Regions from separate parts of the Pan troglodytes genome. Here region 1 is linked to region 2. Evidence: chromatin contacts called from public Hi-C data. All regions are on one chromosome and are shown on one strand. Each heading gives the region's core, a stretch centred on a gene start, on an enhancer-like site or on the middle of the called end of the contact. The rest is flanking DNA. Distances are from core to core; before and after follow the strand shown.

Region 1 (3,261 bases), core at 210-2,709, 800 kb after region 2:
TCTCCACCCCCTCACCTCCAGCCCGCCTCCCGCCGGCCGCCCGCCTCCGGGCCGCGAGCCCCTCGGGCGGCTGTCAGCTCCCGGCCGCCGCCGGGTGACAGGGGAGGGAGGAGGGCGCGACGCGGCGGCCCGAGCCCCAGCGGGCGAGGGGGATCCTCGCAGCCGCGGCGGCCGCTCACCTGGAAAGTCACCGCTGAGGAGGAGGAGAAGGAGGACGGAGAGGAGGAGGGAGAGGAGGAGGGGGAGGAAACCCCCCTGGTGCCCTTGTTCTCGCTGCAGCGGCGGCCGCTCCTCGCCAAGGCTGAGCGTGTCTGGTGGGGGGTGTCTGGTAGCATTTCCTTAAGGACAGAGGGAGGGCGGGCGCGGAGGGAGGGAAGAGATCCCGACCGCCAGCCCAGGCTCCTCTTGCCTTTATTTATTTTTCTGACACTGTATGGAGATGGGCCCGGGGCAGGGGCCGCCGGGCTCAGGCGGGAGCCGCGAGGCCCGGGCCGCAGCTGTCTGCGTGCGGGAGCCGCAGCGGCCGCCTCCCCTCCCGGGCTGTGGACGCACCGGGTTATTCCTGGCAGCGCCTCCCCGAACAGAAGTTACTAGGAGGAGTGCGCGGCGAGGGCGGACGGGGGGAGAGGCGGAGGGAGGGAGGGAGGAAGAGGGAGAGACTCAGCCAGCGACGTCATCGGATCCCCCAGCGCGTCCCAGGGAGGGAGGCTGAACCAGAAAAACCAGTCTGGAGCCAGTGAGCGAGAGAGGGATGTGCGGCGCGCGGGGCGACGGGGGAGGGAGGCAGTCGGGAGGGCAGGGCCGGGCCCCACGGCTGCCGCTGCGGGCGGGGAGATCGCGGCCGCGCACTCGCTCGGTCGGAGCGGGGAACTCCCCGGAGAGCCGGTCTCTACTTGTCATGCAAAAAAACTTGGGCATCTCTAGGAGCCTGAGAATTTCCTTTAAGGATGTGGAAACCTCCTCCGTCCCCACCCCTTCCCCATTTCCCAGAGAATCGTTGTCTGCCTTCCTGACGAACGGAATTGTATAATTAGTAGTGCCCTTAGATTTGGAACCAGTACTCCGGATCCCTGGCCTCTCCTCGCCCCCTGCCTCTACTCACAATTATGTTATCGGTCAAGAAAAGCAAAATCAGACTGTGGCTCCTGGCTGGGTTTCTGGAGCTTTGTAGTGTTTTACTAGCACTTTCCGTGCCCCTGCGGGCGCGCGAACTATTCACGTGCTCGAAACGCCCGGATTACCTTCCCTGAGGTCACTCACCAGGGTGCCCCCGGCGCCCCCAGTTCGGGGACCGCGGCCCGCCCTCGCCAGGGGATTCAAATAGGTGTGGGCAGCGGCGCGAAGAGCAGCTGCCGGTTTCCTGGTGGGCCGCGCTGGAACCTCGGGGCGAGCTGCCACCTTCAGCCTGTGCGCTTCCCTCTCCACGGAAGGGACCGGAGTTGAAATCACAACCAACCCTGGGAGAGCGGGGCCGGGGGGCGGGGGAATCCCAGGCGAGTGGGAGCCGAAGCTCTGGGCTTCCTCCCCGGCCGGGCGACAACCGGGTGACACCGGGGCTCCCTCGGGCCGTTACCCTGCCTGTGTGGACTGGTGTGCACCCTCGGGGGAGGTTCCTAGGGTGCCACGGTGCCCGAGCGCGACGAGTGACTGCTGGGGAGGGGGGCCGGGTCCCGGAGCGCCTCCTCCGGGTGGTCTCCCCGCCAAGCGGGGACCGCGCGCAGCACCTCGCGGGCGCCCCAGCCCCCGCACCCTGCGGAGCCCAGCCGAGCGCCCAGGACGCCGCGGGCCCCAGCGGTCCTCCCCACCCCCTGGCCGCGCCGCCGCCCTGCCCGGGGCGGAGTAAACAAGAGACGCGCAAGATTTGACCTGGCGCGACCCGGTTTTCTGGCCGGGGTTCCCCCTGAGCAGGTGACTCCGTGGGAGGGGTGGAAATGAGTCTCTGGAATTCCGGGCCAAAGACAATAACTGTGGTTCTGCTTTTAAAGCAGGTATTTCACCAGCAACTGCGGAATGTTTTGTGTCTCCAGTTTCAAATTTCGCGGAAAGGGACCAAATGTCAGGACATATAAAATATCCCCTTCTCTTTTCATTAAAAATGAGTGCATTACAAAGGAAGGGCAGCCCCTTAATGCCTGCGAGAATAGCGCTGCTGGTTTCGTTTTTGTTTTGTTTTGTTTTGTTTTTCATTCTGACCCACAATCAGTGTATTTTTGAGGTCCCTATGCAATGGCGACGGTGCCGTGAAGGGCAACTCTGCAAAATAAAGCGGTGATACATTTTTTAACCGATTTTTTTCTCAGAGGAGAAAAATCTGAACAATTTGGCCTAAGTTTCACTTTGTCCTTCTCTTAGGTTGATCTCATTAAAATTCAGGGCCTACTTCCACTTAAGCAACTTCTTCTTTCATTGTATAGGTTCTTTAATATCCAGCCTTTTTAAACTTAACTTGAAGCCTTTAATTTAAAAAACTGTCCCAATCATCATTTTCTTTTAAATGTATGCAGTTGCATTTTAAACATCCATTTAACACACAAAATGTGATTTTTGAAATTTTTTTCACTTTCAAACCCACCTGCTACATACTCCCAGAGAGCGTTTTATTTAATTGCTTAATAGAGAAGATTAAGCAGTTTCTTTAAGAATCCAATTTCCCTTCAACAAACACAACAGCAGCTGCCCAAGCTCCCAGAAACTAAGCAAAGGCAAGTAGCAGGCAGCGTTTTGCTTCACTAGAATGAATGTTAGTTGAAACCTTAAATACCTCTTTAAAAGACTAGATTAAAGAGAATAATGGGAATATTAAGATACTCCGGTAGTCAGTTAAAATATTTTTTAAGGAAAACCAGACAGATATACATCTATTTTGATGATTTGATCCCACCTTCAAAGAGGATCCCTGAAAAGAGTTTTAGTCACAATTTGACAAATTTTAAATAATTACTTTGTTTCAGAGTCATGACGATGGAAAGAAGATAGCCTGCGTTGAGTTGAAGTAAAGTAAAAATATTATGAATATGTGTAACTAGGTGACATCCTCTCTGCTGGGAAGAATACTTTTTTTTTTTTTTTCTGGTGACAGGGTCTTGCTCCATCACCCAGGCTGGAGTGCAGTGGCATGATCTTGGCTCACTGCAGCCTCTCCCTTTCAGGCTCAAGCAATCCTCCCACCTCAGCCTCCCGAGTGGAGGGGGAGCCACTGCAGATCTGGAGCAAATCAGCACCAGCCACTCCAGAGCCTGACCTACATAGGACTCAGAAAGC
Region 2 (2,801 bases), core at 185-2,684:
GCTTGAATAGAGCGAGAGAAGTTTGAAACACCATCTGTGGACTACAGCACTGGTCCTTAACCCTAGACGTAACATTAAAATTACATGAGGACCTTTTAAAGATACTGACATTTAGGATCCCACCTAGAACAATTAAGTGAGAATGCCTGGAGTGGGCTTTAAAGTTGATCTTTAAGGGCAGCTGCAGTTGAGAATCAAGAAGTAATAGGAAACAAATAAATGAAAAGTTGTGAGTATAGAAAGAAAACAGTTATGGTTATCCAACTCTGCTTTTCTTCATTGATTTCTCTACCAATCTAGCAACTTTTGACTGGAAAGTCCAAATAGTGGGAGTAAGAGAAAGAGAAAGAAACCATACATTCTCCAGTGGTAGGAAATATGCCGCTGAGATTGGGGAAGAAGACAGAACTGAGTTTCAGGCTGAGTAAAAAAGCCCGACCCAGAATAAGATGATGGACTTTGCAAATAGGTCTAGACAACGTATGTGGAGTGGGATAATATGAGGACATGGAGCGGTTTCTTCTGGGGGTGAGAGAGTGATCAGAAAATAGTAGGCAGAGGGGAATTTCCGAGCTGGAGATTTTGGCTCTTGGGGATAGTGTGATTTCAGTGAAAACTAGTTTTAAGACGAATTGTCAAAACTGAGGACTGAGATAAAATAAAGAAGGTTATTGGAGGAAGTAAATAAAGTGTACAGTCCTGAAAGATGTAAGTATGGGATGGAGAGGAGAGGAAGAGAATTGAAGTCATTGAGGGTAGAAGGAAAAGTGATGCCTACTGCACAATGGTTAAGAGTTACCAGCGTTGAAAACGTCCCAAACACCCTATCTTACATTAAGACAAGATAATAAATATGAAAATACTTTACAAATTGTTAATCACTCTCCAGAAAAAAAAAGGTGATCTACAGATTATTCATTCACTAAAATACGTACTAGCCAGCTGAGAACAAAAGTTCAATCTTCTTTAAGCTTCATATGTTTAGCTTAATTTGGCGCGAAATCTGATTATTTTATCCAGTATGTCAACATAGAAAAATTTAATTTACAATTTAAACACATTATTTCTCTCTCATGCAAGTATTGAAATTAAAGTTTCTAAAATCAAAAAGGCTTCTAAAGGACACTGCTATATGGAATATTAATGTGGCATATTAACTGGAAGTGGTAATTCCTGAATGACGCCAAAGGCAATTCTCGCCTTTATACTTTCTCCCAGTCAACATACATTATTTTCTTGTTTTTCCTTTTCTATCCTTCCTTTTGCCACAAACAACAAACCAAACAAAAAAGCAAAACAAAACAAAAACCCTTCCTCCTACCAGCAGAGAGCGCTAGCGCCATGCGCGGCATAAGCGCCAAAATGCTCGGGTCTTCTGTGGGTTCTAACCGCCGAGAGCCAAGCACCCTGAGGTTGTCCCAGCTGGGGATCCGTAGTTGACTTGACGTCGCTGAGCAACGGAAGAGTGGGCAGCATTTGCTCCGAACGCTCGTGCGCGCTACCGCCCAGACGGAAGCGGAAGTGCCGGTGGCGCGCGAGTAGGAAGTGGTGAGTTCGGAGTAGAGATGGCCGCGCTTGCACCGCTGCCCCCGCTCCCCGCACAGTTCAAGAGCATACAGCATCATCTGAGGACGGCTCAGGAGCATGACAAGCGAGACCCTGTGGTGGCTTATTACTGTGAGTCTTTCCGAGTGGCCGCGCCCCTTCTTTCCCAGTTGCATTTTAGGGCCCACACACCTCCCTGAGGTTCTTGGGGCATGCCCCGCCCCCCTCGCTTTAAACCTGAGCTTTGACCTCGAGCCTACCCAGGGAACTCCCTGGGTTCCCACCCTCTGGCAGTAGGAATCCCAAAACACCGTGGTGTCCACTGCTTCTCCTATCTTGTGCTTAAATGCTCCAGTACTGACTACACAGGCTCTTGAACTGTGGAATATAATCTTCCAAGGTTTTCTCTGTGTGTGTACACACAAGAGCCTCTTGTCTCAAATAGGAATCCTGAAAATAAATTGAATTAGGTTTAAAACGAAGGTGAGTGTCCGAAAGAAGGAGTGATGTGGATAAAAGGACGATAGACTAGTTGAAAACATAGTAATAAGTGAATATTATTTATGACAGCATGCAAGCCCAATCAGAAACTCATTTGGTTAAATGGGGAGTATCTGCTACTAAATAAGCACTTGAATTTGACCTTTCCCCACCCAGCTGCTCTCTCCTACCATGCAGAATTTTTAGTTTTGACTTCTTTGAATAATACCCGCTGTTGAGACCTTTGAAAGCAGTATTTTCACTTTGAGTGTTATACGTTGAATTTACAGTTTGATTTAAAAAAATATAGGTTAACTCTGCTCAAACTTGTAGTGAGTAAAGGGAGTACCAGTAATTCTGTGTTAACTTTATTTTGTATTCTGTACTCTTTACTGCAAATAAAACAAGTAACTGGACAATTATAATTCTGAAAAGGATATTTAGAGTTGAGAAGTTGGATATAATGCGTCCATTGTTGTGTATATTGTAAGGTTAGCTAAAATCTGGTCACTGTTATCTCTGCCATACTCCAAATGTACCCTGTTTCTCAAATGTGCAAGGCCTTTTCAGACCTACCATGTTCCACTCTCTTGGAATGTGCACCTTTTTCTTGCACTTGGCAAACTCATGATTCAAGATCTAACCCAAATGTCACCTCTTCTGTGGGCAGCAAATTGATTATTCTCTGTGCATTACTTCATTTTGTTCAAATTTTACAGCATCATTTTTATTATACTTGTTCTTCAGTTTCCTCAAGCAGGGTCCATATTCATTCA

Evidence for each region. A called contact is a pair of places that touch in the nucleus more often than the background predicts.
Region 1: a Hi-C map of stem cell-derived neural progenitor cells shows a contact between it and region 2, with 10 times the contacts expected there. The contact joins the promoter of HIVEP2 here to the promoter of VTA1 in region 2. A contact is called at or near these places in 1 of 7 Hi-C or Micro-C datasets (stem cell-derived neural progenitor cells) and 1 of 1 datasets of contacts at active chromatin or transcription factors (stem cell-derived excitatory neurons).

What each region holds. Positions count from the first base shown.
Region 1 is chr5:154,798,458-154,801,718 of NHGRI_mPanTro3-v2.0_pri, forward strand. HIVEP2 (HIVEP zinc finger 2) reads right to left here and starts at 1,460. Exons shown (of 10, transcript XM_063813513.1): 1 at 1,261-1,460.
Region 2 is chr5:153,998,223-154,001,023 of NHGRI_mPanTro3-v2.0_pri, forward strand. It overlaps VTA1 (vesicle trafficking 1), which reads left to right and starts at 1,435. Exons shown (of 8, transcript XM_518771.7): 1 at 1,435-1,677. The coding sequence starts at 1,566. It overlaps NMBR (neuromedin B receptor), which reads right to left and starts at 1,583. Exons shown (of 3, transcript XM_016956393.4): 1 at 1,322-1,583. The coding sequence starts at 1,476.